Linked DNA regions of Triticum aestivum: region 1 is linked to region 2. The links are chromatin contacts, called in public Hi-C maps. All regions are on one chromosome and are shown on one strand. Each heading gives the region's core, a stretch centred on a gene start, on an enhancer-like site or on the middle of the called end of the contact. The rest is flanking DNA. Distances are from core to core; before and after follow the strand shown. Region 1 holds the start of LOC123112107. Region 2 holds the start of LOC123112105 (probable CCR4-associated factor 1 homolog 7).

Region 1 (5,905 bases), core at 2,116-4,615, 290 kb after region 2:
CCTCTCGTCATCCGTCATGCAGCATACTGCGCTTAGTGTGTCACAGTTTTTTCAATCGGTATGAGTTTTTACCTTGCTCGGATCAGTGTATTAGGCCGAGAAAAATGAAGAATGCGAGTTTTTTCTGCTATCAAAAGTATCAAAATAGCACTTGCATGTATGTGGTCATCACCTAAAAAGGGACATCGAAGATCAAAACACAATTTCTTCAATCACTTCACCTCCTCTTTGTTTGCTACTTAGATGATACTTTTTTAACCTATTACATACATCATTAAGGATATTAGCATCTAATCTTAATATACAAAACTTACATTTTTGCGAGATAAAAAATTACTACGTACGCTTACTAACTTAATCATGAAATAACAGTGCATTTAATCAAGCAATGACCAATAACATTACTAACTTTTTCTTAATTACTATATTATGCAGCAGGGATTTTGCCAGCTCGAAATCGGCGCCGTCTGCCACAGTACCGCTATTGGCCAGCGCGCAGCAGCAGCAGTCCACAAAGAAGAACGAGTGTGTATATATGCATATGGTGAAACCTGTACTATGGTGAAAACAAAAGAGTCAGCTCGCAGCAGGGATTAAAAGACGACGAAATGACGCACGCACAGTGCGGCCGCCTCCCGCAGTGGCGGCAGGGCCTACCGCCGCGCCTCGCGCCCAGGCGGCTGGGCCCACCTGCCCAGCCCGTTCCGTTGCACGTCGCTGATCCGGTTATTCCGCACTTGCCGCCTGCAGTGGTGGCGGCAGGCTCTGCCGCCTGGCGCCGTGGCGGCAGGTGCCACATGTCACCTGCCGCGCCTGCCGCCACGGTCGAGGGGGTCTTTTTTGTTAATTTGTCCGCCACGGTCGAGGGGGTCTTTTTTGTTAATTTGTCTCAGAGGGGTCTTTTTTGGCAATTCCAGTGAGCAGGTGGTCTGTTTCGACAAAAAATCGGCTTTTTAAACTGGAGAATGGTCGACAAGAACACATTAGTTAAGATCTTAGGGTCTACTGCACATCACTGAAAGAATGGCGATGATTAGGAATTTTGCAACTACTGCACATCACTGAAAGAAATGGTGATGATTGGGATTTTTTTTCCTTTCTAAAGAAGAGTAGGGACCCGACCCCGACGCAGAACATTCTAATTAAGAAAACCCCAACCTCTTCCACCATGCAAGAGCATTTGAGAACACATCATATTCATATGGCCCCTTGGTATGTTAATGCTCCATGACAGCACACCAAGAGTTGCGTATGCGGCACCTTGTTTTGCTGCAGCACTCATTAGCCAAGCCAAGCCCCCCACCCACAGCATTGTCGTTGTTTAAGCCAAAACCATAACCACCAGCTCCAACTAATTAGCAAGGCTCTCTCCCTCAAAAAAATAATTAGCAAAGGGGACAAGCAGCAATGGCGATCCAGCGGAGCACCAGCATGTAGATGTCTCAATCTAAACAGCCCGGCTCTTGTCACCTATCACCCCATGATTGGGGATTGAATTTGTTGGCTTCTGATAACAGTCAGATCATATGCTCTCTCTCTATATATATCCCTTTTCAGCTAGTGGTGGCATGGGAGACATGGAATGGAAGCCCCTAAGCGTAGCTGCAAATTATTCTGAGTGAAGACATGTAACCACTACTTGGTCTAATCATCACTGGATTAAGAAGATCGTTTTCAAAGTCCGCAGTGTCATACCTAATCGACCAACCGGGCCGGAGAAATGATTAACAGAATCCAGCAATATGCCACCTAAATTTTGAATTTGACGGAACAAAGGTCGTAATATGGTTCATCTAGCTGTTGAAAATCCTTAGCTATTGATGTAATGAACAATTTTTTGGTCAACCGAGCACTCAAAACTGCACACGAACATTGCTCGGAGAACAACTGCAACTTACAACAATCGGGAGGGAAGCTCCCGCTGAATGAAGAACCAATCATCAAATGTAACAATGCCGCCGGCCAGCTGCTTCTGCCGACGCCGTCGTGGCAGCCATTACTAGCTCTTCCAGGCGTAGACGAGGAGCGAGAAGCCATCGCCGCGGTGCAGCTCGGCCTCCTCGGGGCTGGCCCAGTCCATGACCGTCGAGCTGCTCGCCCACGAGGCCGAGGAGGACGCAATGGATGCCGACGACGATGAGCTTGCCTTGGCCAGCCTCCGCGCCTGCCCCCTCTTCCTCCGGTTCTCCCCATTGCTGCTGGTCTCGCTCCAGTCCCCTCTGCCCCATCTCCCTAGGTAGCCTGACAAGACGCCGGCGCCGCCTCTTCTTGCCTTGTCGAGCAGCTCCTTCTCCTTGGCCTCTGCGGAGTCGCGCTCTTCGCCGCCGGCGGTGTCGCCGAGCTCAAATCGGAAGACGAACACGGCGTGCGCGGGCGGGGACGCCGCGGCGAGGACGGAGGCGGCGTCTGTGAGGGCCGGCTCGCGCGCGGAGAAGAGCCAGTTGTGGAGGTCCCAGGAGACCTGGACCCGGTCGCCGCCGCCGAGGTCAACCTTCTCGCTCCCGCGGAACTTCCAGCGCAGGCGGCGGATGTGGAGGACGCGCTCGCCGTCCACGGAGACCGACAGGCCGACCTCGGCCTTGTCCTTCTCCTTGTCCATTTCCCTATCCTTGCCGTGCCCGCGCGAGACGAGATCCAGCGAGATCTCCCGCTCCTTGCCGCGGACTTTGACGCAGGTCTTGTGCCCGCGGCCATGCCCTCCGTCGCGCATGGAGACGTGCTCGCGCCGGGAGATGAGGACATGACCGGGGCCCGTCGGCCGCTGGGCCTTCGTCTTCCGGTACGCCTCCTCCGTCATGTCCCCGGCCACGACCGCCATCTCGCCGTCGACCACGACGGCGACGAAATACCCGGACGACGGCTCGGGCGAGCCGGGGGAGGCGAACCGCGCGCGGGTGAGGTCCCAGGCCAGGTCGATCCGGCGGTCGTGCACGTGGAAACGCTTGGACCCCCGGCGCCGCCAGAAGAGCCAGGGCCGGACGCGCACGGCGATGGTGGCCTCCTCGTCGAACTCCGGGCCGTCGTCGTAGCAGCCGTAGTCGGAGGCCGAGGATGAAGAGGCGAGCGCCCCGACGCGGAGCACGGCCCGGAGGCTGAGGCCGAACGCGGCGCGCGACCAGGAGAGCGCCGCAAGGCCGAGGCGGGTCTCGTAGACGGAGGTGGCGAGGCTGGGCCCCGCCCCGGCGCCGGAGCCCGACGCCGCGGCCGGCGAGGCGCGGAAGAAGGCCGGGATCGCGTTTGGCATCGCGCGGGCGCGGGCACGGCTGCGGCTGCGGCGCCGGTGCCTCGGCTGGGACGGAAATGGGGTAGCTTTTTGGGGAATTTCTCGCTTCGATTTGGGAGAGGGAGGGGAGACTGCCAGACTGGGGGTTGGACTGGACCGGCTAGGCCGCGAGGCGGGAGGTAAATATAACTCTGGCGCGGTGGGGTTACGGGGCGGTGATGGGACTCCGGCGTGGTGGGACCCGGACACGTTGGACCCAGCTGGGTGTGGGGCCGCGCGACCGTGCCAGTTGCCAGTATGCTGCGACTACTCTGGCTTGGACCGGGCTTGGATGCTGAGGAGGTTTCTCATCCTCTCGTCCTCGTTTTATCTTTTTTCCAACAAGAGAAAATTTAAATTATTATCTTCATGTTGATACGAATGAATTTGTGTATCGTGTTCATATCACTATCGTTCATGAATGTCAATGGCATTATTCAACGGGCGGATAGAGTTGGGCCTCGTAAGTTAAGTTCATGTTCCATCTATCAAGTTAAATAGAGATGTGTCAACTTAATTTAGAGTCGAGAGGAGCTTGTTTGTCAACCGGACATGAGAAGGGTATTATTTTTACACGTGGTAGGGTTGGGTAACGTCTTATAGGTAGGGATGTCAACCGGGTCCCGCTTAATCCTGTTTAAGGTCCACTTATGATATGATAGTTCAAAAAAATTGTTTATTTGTTTGAGAAAAATGAACTATCAAGCTACCAAAAACTAACTAAACGGGATTGCGGACGCCATTTATTTGCCACTTACATCCCTACTTATAGGAAATCAAAGGGACAAGATATGCATACAATATATAACATGACATCGAATTCTCTCATTTCTTAAAACGAAAAGAACTTCTACATCTCAAACCGCTAATTTGAGTGATGATCCATTTTGACTGCTGGCAGTGAGAACAAGGAGAAGAAGGCGCATAAGAAGAAGCCCTTCTTAAAAGATGGGAACTATTCCCTCCATCCGAAATTAATTGACGCTCAAACGGATGTAGAGGAAGTAAACAAGAATAGGGAAGCAGAGACTTTCATTGGTCAAGAGTACACCTCCCACAATTCTAATTGTGAGGAAGTAGGGCATGTGGCGCGATAGACGTTTGACTACTCTTTGTCTGAGCCCACATCCCTCTTTGAGTTTGACTACTTCAATGAATGAACGCCGACCAGTGATGACTCATGGCTAGAGACTCGAAGGGACATCCTTCATTTAATCCCCTAGGCTCCATTCACTCGTCTCTTATGCCTCCAAACATATTATGGGATGTCAATGTCGAAGGATGGCAAAAGTGAGGATGATATTGCCACCACGCGCGGCAAGGTCTTTAAAAGATTATGTGATCTCTTGGCCTCCCTTCGGTAATGTAACGAGTGCAATGAGAAAGCGGAAGTACTTATCATCAAGAAATACAAGAATATGGAACTCCTTGAATATAATCTCCACGCAAAGCAAAATAACAAGGAAACTCGTGAAGTGGATCTCTGGATATACATAAACTCTTGAGAGAGATCTAGTGGTGGCTAATGGTTTCAAAATAAGAGGTTGAGCTTGCTCATGCTAAAAACGCCGAGGATTTTGAGCATATTGACAATGGCAACAATCTAATGAAGGGTGATCTCATCAAACTTACCAATTCACTACTCACAGGAAACTCCTAGCCACCCTAGCACTACTCTGGCTTGGACCGGGCTTGGGTGCTAAGGAGGGTTCTCATCCTCTCATATTTATTTTATGTTGTTTCCAACAAGAGAAAATTTAAATTATTATATTCATTTTGATAATAAATGAATTCGTGTCTCGTGTTCACATCACCATCGTACATGGCATTATTCAACGGGCGAATAGGGTTGAGCCTCATAAGTTAAGTTTGTGTTCCATCTACCAAGTTAAATAGAGTTGTGTCAACTTAAATAGAGTTGCGAGGAGCTTGTTTGTCAACTGGACATGAGGTGGGTATTATTTTTGCACATGACTAGGGCTGCAGTGCCCATTATAATCATGGAGAGTAATTGCTCATCGCAAATCAACCTGACAAGATATGCATACAATATGTAAACATGACATAAGATTCTCTCATTTCTTGAATCGAAAGAACTTCTATATCTCGAACCACTAATCTGATTGATGATCCATTTTGACCATTGGCAACGAACAAAGAGAGAAGACTTACAAGAAGAATGAAAATTAAATTCGGTGACCGTGCTCATCTACACACGATGAACAGTAGAATAAAAAAATCTTTGGTGGTGCAAGATGCTCAAATGTGTGATCCTCGTGTAAAATTTGGGGGTGTTTGGACATTTGAGGAGCTCGTGGTAAAAAAACAAAATCAAGTGTGAACACTGATGTTTTCAAAAGTTTCTCAGATACCCAAAATTCGTCTTTTTTGCTACGAGCTTCTTGCATGGGCATCACACACATGAGCATCTTGCGCCATAAAAATGTTGGATTTTTTGAATTTTTTATTGTTTAAAACAATTTCATTGTTCACACCTGGGCTCCGTGACCTTCTTAAAGGATGGGAACTATACAAGAAGGGGGGATCAAAGACATTCATTCGTCGAAGAGTACAACTCTCACAACTAGTACCGAAGAAGCAGAGCATGTGGCAGGATAGATGTTTCACTACTCTTCTTCTGAG
Region 2 (5,908 bases), core at 1,186-3,685:
GCTGTATTCTACTTCTGTTCTGTCACAGTTTAGTTCAAACACGATATTATTTTGATTGGTAGGTATTTCTTGACCAGTTCAACTACTGACGTAATACAGAACAGTATAAATCAGTGTATTGAACTGCTGAGGAAACTACAAACTACATGTAAGCTTTAACAGGAAATGGATGAAAACTCTTCAACTAAACAGTCCACGAAAATTCAAAAATGAACAGCCAACACATGGAACTTTTATAAGCATAATGACAGAGGTCACTTTCAGAAAACAAAAAAAAAGATGCACTTTCCTTCAATAAAGTCAAAATAAGAGGCAACAGTTCATTTATAAACATAATAAAAGAGGTCGCTCTCAAAACTACCCAAGTGCTATGACTGAACAAGAGAGGAGAACAAAGAAGAAGATGGGTTGATGGGTGTGACCAGACTACCAGAGAGGGCAGCATCTGAAATCATCCTCTGATCCTCAGGCAGACTACTGACATAATAGACTCAGAATCATGTCTAGGGACAGTTGAGACTCGGAATCATGTCCTGGTACATACATGATGTTGAGACTCGGAATCATGTCTAGGGAAAGTTTCTTGACTTATTGACATTCCTTGCTAAATGCTAAGTAGTGATCAAACGCTCTTATATTTCTTTACAGAGGGAGTAATTATGAAACTAAAAAGAATCCTGACAATATATATGAACAACAGCTGTGCTTATCCTGGTCCATGACACAGAAACTCTGAGCTCATGACTGGGAAAAAAAATCTTTGGCCATCTCTGCTTAATCTCCTAATAAATGGTTAAATGATGCCCCTCTTCACATAATACAGTCCTTGGTAAGTTCGACACCAGAAAGAACCCTATTGGTATGGAAGCATGGACCTGTATAATAGTACTAGATAGCTTAAACCAACTAGTGATAGAATTGGAGTCCTTGGCTGCGATGGTTAGCCATGCGCCTGCCCATGACAGGAGGTAGGTGATTCCTCAAACAGAACACACAACAGTAAGCAATCAACACTATATACTCCGTCTGTAAAGAAATATAAGAGCATTTAGAAAACTACTCTAGTGATCCAAACGCTCTTATATTTCTTTACGGAGGGAGTACATGACAAAAGAAGTGTTCTTTTTGCTAGCAAGTGTTTAACTCTACAGGACGTGTGAAGAATCAGCATAGGTGGACTTTAACCAGTATCTAGAGGGTGTTTCATCATGCCATCAACTTCAGCACGCAAAATCAAACAACAAAAACGCAGTCATCTAAGCTAAACAAACTCATTGAGGAGTATCACAATTGAGGGAAAAGTGGTACCTTTTTCGGTGTCAAGCAAGAGGATATAATCAGACATCACACATTCACCAGACAGGTTTCTCCTTCCTCTCATAAATAGTTCATCATTTATTTAACTATCCATTACTCAGTGAACAGAGGTGGTTTCCCCGCCCTCTGTGCCTAGACCATACAACACACCAGCATATTTCTCAGTTAATCCGCCGAAGTACGACTCCTTGAGCTTGTTGAAGGAGAGCGCGGTGAGCAGAGAATCGGAGCCTGCCTGATGGCAGATCCCGACCCGCTCGACGTCGAGCAGCTCAGCGAGCTTGTTCAGCCCGCCGTGGAGGCTATTGCAGAATCTCATCAAGTGTTTGATGTCGTAGATCACGGGGAAGTAAATCCTGATGAGGTCGAAGAATCCGGAGCTGGTGTCCGGCAGGTTGGAGCCGGTGAGCAGCTTGAGCAAGTAGCCGAAGTCGTAGCCGCTGTGGAAGGTGACCCAGTGGATCTCGGCGTTGAGGACGACGCCGGAGGACATGAGCAGCTCGGCGAAGCGGCGCGAGTCGGCCCCCTCGGTGGCGTGGCGGGCGAAGTCGATCCCGCTGCGGCGCAGCAGGTCGATGGAGTCCGCGGCGGCGACGTCGGTGCGCGGGTCGAAGCCCCGGAAGTTGAACTGCCAGACGCAGGGGCGGCCGTCCGGGCCGAGGGCGGGGAGGCCGCCGCGCTCGTCGGAGAAGGTGAGGCCGAGCTGGATGAGCTTGAGCATGTCGACGTTGGCCTTGAGCGTGGCGTAGTTGAAGTCGGCGTTGGACTTGAAGGTGCCGAGCGGGCGGCAGACGACGCCGGGGAACTCGGTGTCCATGGCGACGTAGGGGTAGTCGTCGACGATCTCCCGGATCACGGCGAACTCGGCCTCGAGGTTCTCCGCCCACACCTCGCGGATCTCCACCCCGTCGGGCTTCTCTACGGTCGGCGTCGCCATCGGCTACCGGGCATCAAAGATTCGAGCTGTCCTCCCCTCTCCTTCCTGGAAGCGTCGGAGCTGGGTGGTGCGGCGGAGCGGGAGGCGGCGGGGCCCACGGGCGAGCGGCGAGGGGCGGTGGCTCCCGTGGGCGGGGAGGCGGGGGCGGGGCGGGGCGGGATGAGGAGATCCAGGGGAGGGGAGGGGGGAGGAGCGTGGGATTGGGGATTCGAGGGAAGAAGAGGGGAGGGGGGAACGCGACGCGAATGGGGAAAGTGGGTGACGTGCGCCGCCCGGGTCGGATTGGTGCCACGTGGCGGGACCCGCAAATGGTGGGCCCCGTGGCATGATTGCCGGCGAGGAGGGGCGCGCCTTCCTGGGTGGCTGCCCGGTGGGGCTCGCGGGGCCAATTTTTGTGTGGTGGTGAGGACGGCACGTCAGGTAAGGGCTGGATTGGAAGGAACCAGCAAGGAAAACAAGGGCAAGTGTGGATGAACAATTTCGTTTTGTTTTGCTTCTTCTAATGAAGAGGGCTTTCTTTGACTTGGGGTTGGTGATTGCAAGTCTTCGTTTCTCTATGCTTTCCTTTAGCTTTTTCTTTTCTTCATGCATTGACATCCGAGTAAAAATAGGTTGACGTGAAAAAACTAAAAATAGGCAGGCGTGGTGAAAAAAATACACCATGGCAATGAAAACAAACTCTTGGGAAAGAAAAGGATCCCGTGGAAGTAAAAACGGATCGTCGCTGCAGAAAAATACAACCAAGGCAATGAAACATGTTTGCCATGGAAGAAAAAAATGTCATGGTAGCAAAAATGGAACGCCGCCAGACACAAAATAAATTAGCTCTAGGCCATGTTAATTTAGTTCCCATGTCAATCAACAACTATCATGAAAGTAAGAGCAAGATAGATTATATTGAACCAGGATATTAAACCAACGTCAAAGGAGCTGGTTCACACGTCACAATATTTTGCTCCAAATACAGATATTGCTCTATCGTTGTCGGTGTCAAAACCGGCAGACCCCGGGGTATGGGGTCCCGAGCTGTGGATCTCGGATTGGTGATAATAGGGACGAAAGAGACAGACGTTTACCAAGGTTCGGGCCCTCTCAAAGAGGTAATACCCTACGTCCTGCTTTGATTATATTGATGATGATGTATCGAGTACAAGTTTGATATACCTCGAGGTCGTAAGGAGAGATCTAACCCTAGGGCTAGGTGAATGTAATTGTGATTCGGTCCCCTCTGCAAACTAAACCCTCTGGCTTATATATACGCCAGGTATGGCATCTAGGGTTACATGGTCGGTACCTAGGGACGCATATGGAGGCGGCAGGAGATGTCTTAGAGTATACACCAAGTCTTCGGTAGGTGTGGTCTTATCACGTACATGCGTGTAACTTCCAGAGTCCACCTGAATGGGAATAAGGGCCTCCAGGCCCAACGTGAGGACTATGGGCCGACTAGGTTGGCACCCCCTAGTCCAGGACACCGTCAGTAGCCCCCGAACTGGTCTTTTACGCGGTGACGACCTTTCTGATTTTAGTAACTCCGGATCCGAAGTCCTTGGCTTGACAAACGAGTTCCCTTATTGGTAATCCGAAATATTCTCCTTTATTTAAAGCCACCATGGACCACTCCTCGAAGGAATGGCATCCCTTGATCAGGGCTCAACCGAACTCGCTCTTCGTCCGAAGGTGAGAGGTTACTTAGCCTTGAAGGCATGTCGCGTACGTGTGAATAGTACTCCTAGCAAAACAACTTTATCGAAGCGGCACTACCCACGAGTGGGCGGGCAGTTACTGCTCACTCGTGCCCGTTTTATAAGGGATGTCATTAAGATTTTGTTTCTCCATGTCATCTTTTTATGGGTAATGGCGATTTCAACGGCGTGACGGGAGGGACTCTTGCCTTTCATCAGCCTATATAAGAGCAAAGGGATAGCAACGAGAAAAGCACGCTCCCCTTCCTTCCTGCCTGCTGCCTCTCGAGCTCCAGCGCCCAGATCCAATCCCGGACTCACTTTATCCCGTAGTGCTTCTCCACCTCTGCCCCTGGCAATGGAAGACGCCAACCTCAAGGGACACTGGGGTGGCTCATCCGTCATGGAGGGCACCATATTGGAGCTACGCAGTGTGGGGTATATCCACACTAAGGTCAACGCCCGAGTGCCAGACCCGAATCAGCGAGTAGTCGCTCCCCGCTCTGGGAGAGGGTTGTTTTCATCCCCCACCTCATCAGAGGTCTGAGGTTCCCGTTGCACCCTTTCGTGCGTGGGATCATGTTCTTCTATGGGCTAGATTTTCAACATCTAGCCCCGAACTCCATTCTTCACCTCGCCTTCTTCATCACCGTCTGCGAGGCCTTCCTCCGCATCAAGCCGCACTTCAGACTGTAGCTGAAGGTCTTTGGCGTCAAGCCGAGATCAAGCGGCTCCGAACTCTCGGAGTGTGGGGGCATGATGATTAGCATGAACCAAAAGGCAGGCTGGTATAAAGGCACCTTCATAGAGACCATCAAGGAGTGGCAGCGCGAGTGGTTTTATATCACTAAGCCACTCGCCACAGTCCAGGCCAAGGTTCCATCGGGAGATCGTCCTTGTAACAACAACATCCAATGAGACGAGCTGCAGCAACAAGTTGTTTGAAGCATTGAAGGACGGGGAGATCCAAACTGGATGTCACTCTTATGCGCTTGTGCACTCTTTGTGGCATGCTAGTTAACACACATCAAGCATTTCTGTAATGAGAATCAACCGGCTGACCATACGTACCAGGTTTTTGAGTGCTTGTTGGGTAAGTCTCATGAATGGGTGTTGGTGACGAAGGAACACATTCAAGTGGCCAGGATGATTGGAAGTGTGGCCGACTTCCTTTCTTTCATCAGTGCCCATGGTGTTCGGGAAGCAGTCATCGATCGACAGGTCGGTCACCTACCCCAACTTGGGCATGCTGACCGAGAACGGGCGAACGACAATAAGCGCCCTCGTGGGTCCTCCACCCTATCCCATGTGTAAACATCCCATAGCACCTCCATGAGTCCCTCATGCACGCACTCCACCCTAACAAGCTCCACAAACACACACAATTGGCGCCTGATACGCCTCAATGTATATATAACTTTCAATTGTTTAATGTTATTATAATGTCATTTTTTATTTTTTATAGCATTTTGTGTTTTTACTATGCTATCCTATTAATTTAGTGTCCAGAGTCAGTTGATATTTTCTTTATGTGTTTGGTTTTCTACCCCCCCCCCCCCCCCCAATGAACGAGTGAACATCTCATATTAGTGGTTAAATAGGATTTGCACGTACAATGTTCCTGGCCCCCTATCTTTAGGTGAATACTAGAGAATGAAAAAAGGGCTACATACAAGCCCACAAGTTAGTCGTTTTCTAAAATCCATGGCAAGGCAGATTTCACGATAGGCCTCCACTAAATCTCATGGGGTGGGCATTATCTCGGCGATTAGCGTGTGCATGGATAAGTGTTGGGACCCCAATGTTAAGTCAGACTAATCAGCATATGACACATCATATCACTTTACGGCCTCACGCACGGTAACCCAGGACTGCCTCCTTCACCTTGCCCGAGACCGTTTGCGTCTTTTGGCTCATGTATATGATTTTGTTGCTAGCATCCATATGATAGAGGACCCAGGTCGACATG

Evidence for each region. Hi-C and Micro-C count contacts between places; a contact is called where the count stands out from the background.
Region 1: a contact with region 2 is called in a Hi-C map of an unstated tissue, with 7 times the contacts expected there. The contact joins the promoter of LOC123112107 here to the promoter of LOC123112105 in region 2. A contact is called at or near these places in 3 of 5 Hi-C or Micro-C datasets (leaf and an unstated tissue).

The regions. Positions count from the first base shown.
Region 1 is chr5B:403,089,667-403,095,571 of IWGSC CS RefSeq v2.1, forward strand. LOC123112107 reads right to left here and starts at 3,366. Exons shown (of 1, transcript XM_044533028.1): 1 at 1,725-3,366. The coding sequence starts at 3,244. The coding sequence ends at 2,000.
Region 2 is chr5B:402,796,580-402,802,487 of IWGSC CS RefSeq v2.1, forward strand. LOC123112105 (probable CCR4-associated factor 1 homolog 7) reads right to left here and starts at 2,436. Exons shown (of 1, transcript XM_044533026.1): 1 at 1,375-2,436. The coding sequence starts at 2,254. The coding sequence ends at 1,415.